2 separate regions of the Arachis hypogaea genome follow, and region 2 is linked to region 1. The links are chromatin contacts, called in public Hi-C maps. All regions are on one chromosome and are shown on one strand. Each heading gives the region's core, a stretch centred on a gene start, on an enhancer-like site or on the middle of the called end of the contact. The rest is flanking DNA. Distances are from core to core; before and after follow the strand shown.

Region 1 (6,080 bases), core at 2,182-4,681:
GTCTTTCAATTTTTTATATTAATTATTGATAATTGAGTGCCGTTAGATAACAGTTAAGAGCTTATTTAGGTGTCATTAAATTATTGAAAAAATATTTTTTTAGCGTGTTTAACAAATTTTTAATAATAAAAATAAAAACACCAGAAAAATAAAAAATAGTTTTTTTAGAAGTCATAATTTATATCTTTTTCAAAAAAAATTTATTTAAAATTTTTTATCATAATAAATAAAAAATAATTTTATATAGTTGTACTCAAACATAATTAATAAATAAATAAATATTTTTATGTAAGATATTCAAACATAAAAAATTATTTTTACTTTTTTAAAAGACTTTTTGAAAAAAGATAACTCGAAAAAAGATATTTTCTTAAATACTCATCCAAATAAGCTCTTAATCAAATATCTCAAATTATTTTAACAATTTTTAATTAACAACTTTACCTAAAGACTATATCTAAATTTTCAAAAGAGAAAGTTTAGGAACAACGTTTTTTCTGAACAAAGTAAATAATAGTTAAAAAGAGACAAATTAATTTTAATTTTAAAAATCAATTTTTGAATTAATTAGATTTAAACATAATTTTAAATTTTTGGGTAAAGTATATTTTTTGTCCCTGAAATTTGACAAAAGTTTTAAAAATACTCTTAAGTTTTATTTTGTTTCAATTGTCCCAAAAATTTTTGATTTGCATCAAATATACCTTCGACGGCTAAATTTTGAAAAAATTTAAGACCAATCTAACAATAATGCATAAAAATTATGCTTGATTTGCTTGTGTTGAAAGTTGTTCTTATGAAATTGTTGTTGAATTGGTCTTAAATTTTTTGAAAAATTAGCTATCAAGGATATATTTGATGCAAATCGAAAACTTTTGGGACAAAATTGAAACAAAATAAAACTTAGGGATATTTTTGAAACTTTTGTCAATTTTTAGTGACAAAAAAAATACTTTACCCTAATTTTTTTTATTTTTGATTTTTTTTTTCAAACAATGTCACCTTCCATCTCTTCGCATCGTTCTCCCATTTCCTCTAACCGCCTGCCGTTCATACCTCCGCCGCAATGTGCCGCCGACCCGCCTACACAGATCTCCTCCGCCACCGGAAGGAGAGCCGTCGCGAGGTGCCCGTTCGTCCACGAGTGCGAACCCGGCCGCGAGTGCCGTTGTATCGTGTTACACATGCAGCCGTCGCAACCGCTTTCTTGCAATCTTGTGCCATCGTCGCCGCTGTATCGCGACCCCGGTGCCTCCCACGGTTGCTGTCTCGTTATTTATTTCTTATCAACTAAGTCAGATGTTCATTTTACTATGTATGCAGATGGTTCTTTTCATTCTAAAGTGGATGTTTATTTGGGTATACCATTGATATTTTACTTAATTTGTTTGATTCTGCATACACATGCTCCGTAGGTTTCTTTTGTTATGTGGTTTGGATTAGATTTAGTTTAATTTTGCTTGAATTCAAGTTGGGTTTGCGTTACGCCATAAACATGGAGCACGGATGGTATTTTGGTCAACTTGTTAGTTGTTTCTTATCAACTAAGGTGGATGTTCATTTTACTTTGTATGCGGATAGTTCTTTTCAATAAGATGTGGATGTTTATTTGGGTCATACCATTTGGGTGAACAAAGCAAAGCGGCACACGATGGAAGTGGCGAAGACACGACGTAGCGGCGTGGAAGCAAGGACAGAGGTGCAGCGCTGGAGCAGCGGCAGGGCTTCGAAATGTGCAGAGCAGTGGTGCACGAAGGATGGAGAGAAGACGCGACTACACGGAGGTGACACATCAGCAATGGTGCGGCAACCGAGCAACGGGAGAACTACGATTCTCCTCGGCGAGCTAGCGATAACGGACGAGGGCAGCATTGGGAAGCTTCGTTTCCGACGATAGGGAAGGTGGCAGTGAGGTGATGCGGTGACAAAACAGGATTAACATTAGGGGCAGGTTAAAATAGGGTTTAGGTTAGGAAAGAAGGTAAAATGAAAAAGTAAAATTGGAAACACGATGGAGTAATTACATTGGATGTTGTTTTCATGTTTAGTGGGTGTAAGATGTATCTCATTGTTTACGTTGTTTACAATCCCTGTTGTCTATCTAGCGGAATTGTTTTCACAAATAGCTTTTCATGTATTAATTGGGCAACCAAGAGATTAAACTTCTATGTATGGGTGTTCAAGACTCGACTCGGTCCGAAATCCGACCCAGACCTAAGGCATATTTTGCCGTTTCTACTTGATGTTATTTTTGGGTCGGGTTCGGAATTATGTTTTGGATCGCCAGGTTTGGTCCAAAGTTATTTTTTACAATAATATATATATATATATATATATATATATATATATATATATATATTAGAGTAAAATTAATAATGTCATATTATATTTTTATATTTTAATTTATACTTTTTATATTATACGGTGTTATTTTTGTTTTAAAATAATTTATTTTGATATAAATATAATATAGTATTTGTTAAATTTAATTTTTAAAAATAAATTTTATTACTTTATTATATAAAATTTATAAATTTATATACTAATTTTACATTGGGTAGATTCCGATTTAATTTGATTTATTTCGGATCACTTTCATATCGAGTCAAAATAGATCTAGTAGCCTTAGGACCGAATCCAAATCTACTCGGTCTGGTCCGGTCCGGCCCAAGAACACAGTTATATAGTTGCATGAAAATTGGGACGCCGAATTGCTTTTGTCAAAATTTGAGGGTAATTTAGGATTTTAATAATAAAATCCTAATCCCCATTTTATGAGGGGAACCTATGATGCACGAACACTGATACAGATACGGGACATGATACGACACGGAACACGCGAAAACATGAATTTTAAAATCTTATAAGACACAGAGACACGGCATTTATATAAAACATAAAGTATTTTTTAGTTAAATTATAATGATATTTTGATATTAAAATATAAAATAATTTTTTAATTATTTTTAATATCTTTTTTAATTATTAAAAATATTAAAAATATTTTTTATTTTAATAAATAATAATAAATATTATTTCTAAACTCATTTCAAGAAGACATGTTAAGAATAAGGCTAGACAAGTGTGTTCGGGAAAGAATTTTTTATTTTTTATTAAGATACGGTTGGACACGGCAAACACGCGTGTCAAATGAGTATCGTATTCGAAATGTGTCCGACACGCGGACACGATAACTCAGCAAAGTGTATGTGCTTCGTAGATAAGAACACTATTCTCTCCAATGTTCTGGAAACGGAGCCAGACCAACCGGTTCGATCGGATTAATTGAGAATCGGTCACTTAGCCAATTTTATTAAGGTATAAAACCGCCTTGTAAAAGCCGGTCAGAGGACTGATCGAACCGGCGGTTAATCGGTGAACCTCGGGGATCGGCCGGGTTTTTTGCATGGTCTCCGGTTCGGTGCATCAATGAAAAACGACGGAAGAAGAACGAAGAAATACCCCATCCCCTTTCTCTCACTTCTGAAACCTAATCCTAAGCCCAGCCAGCCACCGTCACCGTCCCTCATCGCCGAACTCTTCTCCTCCGGTATAGGGTGCTGTCGCCGCCGGCCGGGACAAAGCGTGGGTGCCGTCTCACTCTTCTCATCGCAGAACACTTCGTAGTTCTCATCGCTCCTCTTCTCGTCGCCGTCGCACGAGGACGCGTTGATCCGGTGGCGTTGCCGTCGCGAAGGTTGATCGGTCAGTCATCGTCTTTTCGAGCTCTCTCTCTCTCTCTGTCTGAAGCCAGCATCCCTCCTCGAGCTGTCTGTTGCTCTGTGTCCGTGCTCACTTTCCTTTCTCCGTTGCCGTCACTTCCCACTCATCGCCGTCACTTGCCTTCCTCCTTCACCGGCAGTAAGCACTGCTGCTTCAATTTATTTTTGCTTGTTTTGTATTTTGTTTGGTTTTCCGATTTCTGATTGAGTTTGTTAATTTCCTTATTTTGCGTTACTGAATTTCTGAGTTTGTAAGCCTCCATTCCTCCACTGCTTCTTCAGTTTCATTTTTGGGAGTTAATTGCTGTCTTTCTGGGTTAATTGTTGTTTTCAGAGTTAATTTTCTTCGTTGTTCATTGTTATTAACAGGGCTGGATTGTTGTTATTTTGTTAATTATTGTTGATTATTGATAAATTTCTGAGTTATTTTTGTGCTATTGTTCTAATTCTGAGTTAATTTATTAGTTGTTGGCTTGTTCGTGAGTAAAATTAGTTAAACTTAAAAACTTGTTTGTTATTGTTGTTTCTTCTGGTGGCGGATAAGTGTTATCCTTTATGTGCTTCACTGCATTGTTAAGTTTTGTTATATTGATTCTGATTTCTGAGTTGTTGGTTACTGATTTTTCTGATTCTGACTTGTTGATGGTGCTTTGCTCGGAGTGAGTGTGTCAATATGTAATTGAGATACTTGTGCTCTTCAATTGGATCCGGCTCTGATTGATGCTGGAAGAAGAGTTTTCAGTTGAAATCCCGGATGAGAAAACTGATAAGCTTGTTTGCTGCGCCAATATTGCGAAATACATAGCCTCATCTAAAGCCAACCAGAAAATTGTTGAAAAGCCCTGGAATTTCACTCTGTTATTTTCTTGGGGATGTGGCATTCTAAGTTATATGAACCTGTGTTAAGTTTGCTTAGTAGCATATATGACTTGATGTTAGTTTCCTTAATAGTGTACTTTATATGGTAATGCCTTAATTAGTCTGAAGAATACCAAATAATTGATCTTAGCTAATATTGAACACTTGTGTTAGTTTACTTTGTGATGAGGAGCATATATGTGCATTTTGATTTTTTTTTAATTATAAACTTTGATGTTTGAAGTTGTTTGTGAACTTCTAATGATAAATTATAGATAATTTATTATGTGAAATTGTGAAATTTTGAATTTTATTAGTTTACAATTCATTGAATTTAAATATTTGAAATTATATAAAATTTTTAATAATTTTATTTTATATTTAATTAAACCGGTTGAACTCCGGTTGAACTACTAAACCATTGAACCAGTCACTCCACTAGTTCATTGACCGGTTCGGTTCTCACAACCTTGATTCTCTCTCACTCTCGTTCTATCTGCTTTCTAGCTTTTGCTCGCGGAAGCACTAACGGCTTCTGGCCACAGCATCGCCGGAGGTGATCCTCTTCCTCCGCTCTTGGTTTGTCTTCCAACTTTTATCATTTTGTTCGATAAATGTTTTATCTTTTTTTCTTTTCTGTGTTCATCGTTCTTTCTTCTTTTGATTGATGAACCACTCCTTCTTCTTCTTAACCTTTGTTAAAGTTTTAATTTTACCCTCGAAGTTTAAACTGTTTCAATTTCTTTTGAGCAATCCTTCAAATTGATTCTTGAGTTCTCTATATGATACACATTTCTAGTTTCGATGGCAACTAATGGCGATATAGGCAGAATATTAGGCACTGGTGGGATTCTACGCTGCATGATATTATTGGAGTTCAAGAATGCATATCTAAGCTAAGCAGGATTTGACATGAATTAAAAGATATTATGGATGGGTTCAAAAGATAGACACATGTATGCGTAACATGTTTATGATGTTGGTAGGATTTGTTCTCTGTACTTTCTTGAATCATGTGTAGCTATAGAAGAGTAGTTCTTTTATGCTAAAATTTAAAATATTTTCCAACTAATATGGTATTTTAGATATGCTTCTTGTGCATTTCTTGATAATTCAAGTTTGTATCGTCAGTGAACTATATAATTGATCAGTGACAACTGTTGAGTGAAAGAAATAAAGTGAAAGGCATATGAAACTTTCTCCAAATCCTAAATTTACTGAAAAACATATTTCTAAAGTGGAATGAATTTATCAAACTTTACTATGAGATTTCTTAATAGCAACCAACTATCACAACTCACAAGCACATGAATTTCTTCTCTACATATCCCCAATAGAACTCAGTCAATAGACCGCATATCATTAGTCTTTCAGTTTAGCTCTAACTTTCTGGGCATAAATCTTGGGGCTTCCTTTATTCTCATTTGATAATTAATCTTGAACCCAAACTCAGAGCATCAGGGAGAAAGTCTTTTGTAACTGGTCATGATGCTATGTAAT
Region 2 (6,180 bases), core at 1,032-3,531, 300 kb after region 1:
AAAAAAACTTAGGGACGAAACAAATTTTTGACCCCTACGTTAGGGACCAAAATTGAACTTAACCCTTTATGTTATGTTATATAATTACTGTTTGAAATCTGAATTTAGGATTGCTGGGTTTGGAAATATCTATCTTTTATCATGTTAATGTTGTTAATAATGTATGTGGCAAAATTATGTTTGGTGCTAAGAAATACACAAACTCAAAATGAATGAAAGTTCTTGTTTCAATATTGCATTTTAATTTCATGATTGCATAACACAGTATCTTATATTAGCTTATACATAACAAAATTCAGGATCCTAAAGTTCTATTATCTATTGTTTGTTTACTAAAAAGCTAACCAAACAAGCAACAAGACCAGTAGTGATAGTCACTGCCAAAAACACTATAACCATCATCATCATCTTTAGTGACCTAATATCATTCTTCAAATTTTTTAGCCTCCACTTAAACTCATTCACCACTTCTTGCTGAAATTGACCAACACCTTGTTGTCCATCGTATCCATCAGCCTAACGAAAAAAATTACAATGGCTTCCATACTACAAAGAAAAGAAATAAATGCTGAAAGAGAAGAAATAAATGCTAAAATCAGCTTTCCTCAATGTATGAAACATGAAATTTCTTGGACAAACTACAAACCTCATAATTATGATAGCCATGACATGGTCTTCTTGGATTTTTTGGTGTTTTCAAAAACTTGATTATTGCTCGCAAACCGTAGTTGCAAAATACTGCATTCTTGGCAGCAACTCTGGGTCGAATGCCTTTCCTCCCACTTGAGTAGTTTCTATCTGAGCTTCCTTGACTTGTATCTCCACCATCCATCATTATTCAACAACCATGCGAAGATGATTTTCAGATTCGAGATCTCTTAGACAAAGAGAAGAAAAGAACGAAGATGATCTCAAATTTAGGGATTTAAGGTTTTAAATTTCATGATGGGATTGATTTGAGCACAAACAATTAATTTAGAACACCATTTTTACATGTTGTAGTGTCTACGTCAAACTACTTATTAGGCAGCCAGTATGGCAGTTAACATCCCACATCAGCATCTCATTAATGTCAGTTTACTAAAGGACTAACGAGGAATAATATTTTGTAATTTTGGAAACTTATTTGGTAATTTTTTAAAGTCAAGAGTATAATTGAAGCACGATTAAAAATTCAGGGACCAAATATGACATTTCATCCGAAGGAATAAACCAAATATGTATTGACAAATGAAAAAGACAAAGTCTCACGTAAAAAAGATAAATTAATTAAGCTAATCATATATGTATGAAACTATGAATCGTTGCATGGCATGGGGAGGCAATGACTGGTGAGGATGCATAAATAGTGGCATCATGACAGCGATGAACTCCACTAATTGCAGACTATTTTTTAGAAGAATTGTATAGGATATGATATGAAAATGAATATTGTGTGATCCTAAACTTGTATGCGAATCTCAATTTAATCTCTAAAATTTTAATTGTCTCTATTTAATTTTTAAATTTGACAAACGTAACTAATGTTAGTCCATAAAATAATTTTTGCCACTTAGTTAACAGAATGCTAACGTAGACAGTCGAATACCATGCTAGACTCTATAAAATGATGTCAATTTAGTTTTGACACTTAAATAGCTCAAAAACAACATCGTAATAGTGTTTATTAAAACTTTTTCTCCCAAAATAAGTATAGAATATGGTTTTTGAACTATTGAGTGTCCAAACCAACTGCATCATTTTAAGGTTCAATGTGACATCTGACTGTATATCAGTAGTTCATTAATGTTTGTGTGTAGAAAATTATCTCAAAAACTAATGTAAATCATGTTTGTATAATTTGGAGACTAAACAGAGACAATTAAAATAATTTAAGGAGTAAATTAAAACTAATGCATAAGTTCAATAGTAAATAATAATAGGCCAATTCTATAGTGTCTATGAGTTTTTGTCTAAACTTTGCCTAACTTACTTTTTGTAGTAAGTTTTGATTTTTTAAAAATTATTTATTCTTATATCTTTTAAATTAAATAATAACTTTTAACCCTTTTTAGTAAATAGGCACCACTTTTTAGGCACTATAACATTCACCATAATAATATTGCAACTAAACTCGATATTACCCAATGTTTTGAAAATTGGACCGGACCGGCTAACTGTGAACCGGCAGTAATCGTGGTCCGGGTTGCTCCCTGAAACCGTTTCTCAAAAAACCGGAGAAGAATTACGGAACAGTGAACCGACCGGTTTAAAAGAAACGGGGTCGTTTTTTGGAAAATTTGGCTTATTTCCCTCTTGGTTCTGAAGCTCCTTCGTTTCTTTCTCCCTATCTCCCTCCCTTTATTTCATTCGCAGAAACTCAGCCAAAAAACCCTAGCACTGTAAGCCTACACCGCCGCAAGGAGTGGCATACTGCCGCCGTCCGTCCTTCTATCTAGCTTCCCTCGTGGTCCAAGTCTTCAACCCCTGTTCACTGTCACCGATCGCAGCTGCTTCCTCGAGCTCGGCGTCCGTCGTCTTTGTCTGCCCAGCCGCGCTTCCGCCGCCGTTTGTTTGCCGTTCACGTTCGCGTCTTCGTTCGCGTTCTTCGCCGTTCAAGTTTGCTCGGCGTTCACCGTTCGCATTCACTCGCCGTTCACCGTTCGGGTTCGCATTCGCGTTCGTCTGGAAGCCACGTTGCTCTGCTTCAAACTCTGCCCAACCCGCGCGCTCCACCTAGCCGTCGAACTGCTCTCTTTTGTCGCCGCTGTGAGTTCCCTAAACCCGCCACCAGACAATCCACTCACACAACACCAATACGCTGCTTCAAACTCTGCAACTTCTTATTTCTATTACAATAAGTAACTATTTGATTTGGTAGTGGTTTGGATTTTTTTCATAGACTGAATTAAAGTATACAATAGTTATGTTCTCTTCTCTATCACATTGAAATTAAGCTTTGAATTCTCTTATTTCGTTTTAAGTTTACCGCACTCAACATGTTTGATGAAATGCTTTAACCATATTTCGGGTTGGTTTATCATTTCTAGCTTTTAGAAACTTAGTAAGTTGATTGCATGTGAAATTAGAATATTTGGATCTTAGTAATTAGGAAATTTTAGCTGCACAAATAGCATCTTTGTAGAAAACATATTAGCATGATGATTCCACTTGCATTAGTGTTCTTCTGGTAAATTTTAACTGTAGTGTGAACTTGTTAATTTGCTAATTGTTCGTGTTGTTGTTCTGTTGTTCTTCTGTTATTTTATTTTTTTTTTGTTTTTGTTGTGATTCTCTGTTCTTGAACTTGTTAAGTTGATAATTTGCTAAATTGTTGGGCTGCTGTTGTTTAATTTGCTAAACTGTTAGGTTTCTACGATATAATTTGTTGGATTTTCTATTAAGGTCTTGTTCTTGTTTATTTGCTAAATTGTTGTTGTGTATTTATTGTTGTCTTTGAGATTCTTGCTGGATATTGGTGATCATTGATTTATTATATGCTTCATGTTTTCATTGTTTTCTTCTTCTGAAGGGAAAAAAAATTCTGTTTTCATTGTTTTGTTGATTGTTTGTTTTGTTTCAGAAATCAATTTTTTGTGATCAATGCTCAAACTCTAAATGCTGTTCTGCTGGTTTTGCTGTGTTTGTTTTGTTTCAGAAATCAATTTTTTGTTATCAATGCCCAAACTCTGAATGTTGTTCTTCTGTTTTTGTTTTGTTTCATAAATCAATATTTTGTGATCAATGCTCAAACTCTGAATGTTGTTTTGCTGTTTTTGTTTTGTTTCAGAAATCAATTTTTTGTGATCAATGCTCATACTCTGAATGTTGTTTTGTTTTGTTTTAAGGTTGTGTTTGGAAGAGGTGATTGATTTCTGAGTGTTGTTTTGTTTTTGTTTTAAAGCTGTGTATTGTGTTCAATTTTCATTTTGCAGGAAATTTTTTGAGGTATATAAGAATTAAGAAGAAAGACTATTTCAACGGTATTATTCTGTTTATTCTGGTCTGCTACAAGCTTGAACATAGAATTGAAGAGAGAAGCCCTTTATTATTTCATCATTGGCCTATTTTTGGCATTGCATATCATTGTAGTTTGTTTATTCATAGAACTAGTTGTTTATGCTCCCCTTTTGAAGTAAAAAAACACAGTAGAAGAGTGTTTAGATCCAGTTGCTTTATTCATTGAATTTTTATAGAATCAGGCGTTTATTATAAATCGGTTTTTCCAGTTGAACTATGGTTGAACCAATGTACTAGTGAACCAGTAACTAAAACAGTTCGATGACCGGTTCGGTTTTCAGAACCTTGATATTACCCCTTTTAGATAGAAATTCAGATGCAGTTAACTTCATGTAAAATTAATAGTTAAGAGTTGTTAAATGATAATTTAATCAAACCTGTCAAATTAATTCATAACTCTCAACTATAAACTTCACATAAAATTAATTTCATTTGAGTTTTCACTCTTTTTATTAAAAATAAATAAAAAATTAATATATTTTTTTAAAAATTCATCTGATGATTAGGGTTTTCTTTTTGCTGCATCCCGCCTACACTGATTCTACTATTCTATGATACAGCGCCACTTTCACCAATCACCACCGGAGAGACCAGACTGTCTTCTTCTTCCTTGCAGAGTGCCAGACTCAACAATAATTGCTAGCAGCTGCAGGCGCCACCCTGCCTCCAGGCTTCAGCCTCAGCTTCTCCTTGCCGCCGTCGCCGTCCTTGCCTCACCGGTCACCATTTTTCTGCCTCACGTCCTCCGCCAGCGCCCAGCCTCATCTCCTTCACCTCCTTCGCGGCCAGAATCTCCAGACTCCACGCCTCCGCTCCTCCTTGGTGAGTTTCTGTTATTTTAACTTTTCAATTTCAATTTTGGGCATTCATGTAAATCATCCGCTTATCTACTCTTGTTCTTCAATCTTCATAAATGTGTAATATTTGTATAAATATTTCATCACAGGCAGCTACTGATATTTTTTTTGTATTGCACTCATCACTCTAGGTATATTTTCTTTGATTAGTTACTGTGTGATCTTAATTTTTTTATCAATACTTGCTCTTCTTCATTTAATTTAATGGAAACTTTCTTCTATGATCATCATTACTTTCTCCAAACATGAGCATCCTATCAGAATAATCAAAACCCCCAGCAGCAGCAACAAGGATTGCCCGTGCAAAATATATTAGTAGTTGAACAGTCTTTTAGATGTTGAGAAAATTAACTTGATGAAATGACTATGGGTTCTGGATGCAATATTTATTGTTGCATATTTTTGTGGCTGAAATGTGTATTAACTTTGTATATGTTTATTTTGCATGCTGTATTTTGGCTGAAATGTGCCCCGTGGGTAGAATTAGGGTACAGAAGTTTGCTACCTGCGTAAGTAGCCGGGCGCATTCTATGTAGGGTTTGGTAGGGCAGGGCAGGGTGGGGTCGGGTAGCGTAAAAATCTGCTCCTATCCGTCCCATTGCCATCCCTATTTATAAGAGAACATGGTTTTAGTTTTAAAAAGGGAGACTCTGAAAATGGAATGTTATCAAATGTGGTGATAGATGTGTTGACGGTGGATATAGAAAGTGAGAATATAATTTGCTTAATCATCTTGTCTCTTAGCTGCAAGATATATAAAAATAAACCTCAGAATTTATTTTTCGATATTCTTTCTTTATCCTAAGTATAATGAATAGACATCAATCTAAGTCATTTTGCATTTTGTTATTATAAAGGACACTTAGAAATTTTTCTTGGTTAAATTGGTTGGACCTGTGAACCTCTGTTCCTGATAGCTTGATCGATTTGTTGTCCTCCAGTTTTCAGAACCTTGGTTTAGAATTTAGATCATCAATTGATTAATCTAAGTAGTTTTTACATGATTGTGTCAACGTGTCTAGGTCTCTGTTGATATTGTTACCAAATGGGAAAGCTAGGGAAGAAGGCAAGAAAATTCGCAAGAAAGAATCTGCAGTCAGTTTTGAGGAACAAAAGGAAGTTAAAATCCAAATTCAAAAGGAAAGCTTCAAAAAGTAAGGATTTTACCAATTACAATGCAGTTACTTGTGTTTACTATAGAACATGCTTTCCTGATGTCTTCACATGCTAATGACATTTGCCAAGATTGTGATTGTAATATATTTGTTTTATTGATTCATATTGTCTATAAAACAAAAAAAACCTGATTTGCATATAAAGTAGA

What was found. A called contact is a pair of places that touch in the nucleus more often than the background predicts.
Region 2: a contact with region 1 is called in a Hi-C map of leaf, with 2.5 times the contacts expected there. The contact joins the promoter of LOC112720461 here to the promoter of LOC112720456 in region 1. A contact is called at or near these places in 2 of 8 Hi-C or Micro-C datasets (both in leaf).

The regions. Positions count from the first base shown.
Region 1 is chr11:18,142,801-18,148,880 of arahy.Tifrunner.gnm2.J5K5, forward strand. LOC112720456 (ankyrin repeat domain-containing protein EMB506, chloroplastic) reads left to right here and starts at 3,432. Exons shown (of 8, transcript XM_072206538.1): 1 at 3,432-3,861.
Region 2 is chr11:18,447,606-18,453,785 of arahy.Tifrunner.gnm2.J5K5, forward strand. It overlaps LOC112720461 (protein REBELOTE), which reads left to right and starts at 2,282. Exons shown (of 16, transcript XM_072206553.1): 1 at 2,282-2,748; 2 at 3,915-3,962; 3 at 4,560-4,821; 4 at 5,879-6,010. The coding sequence starts at 5,902.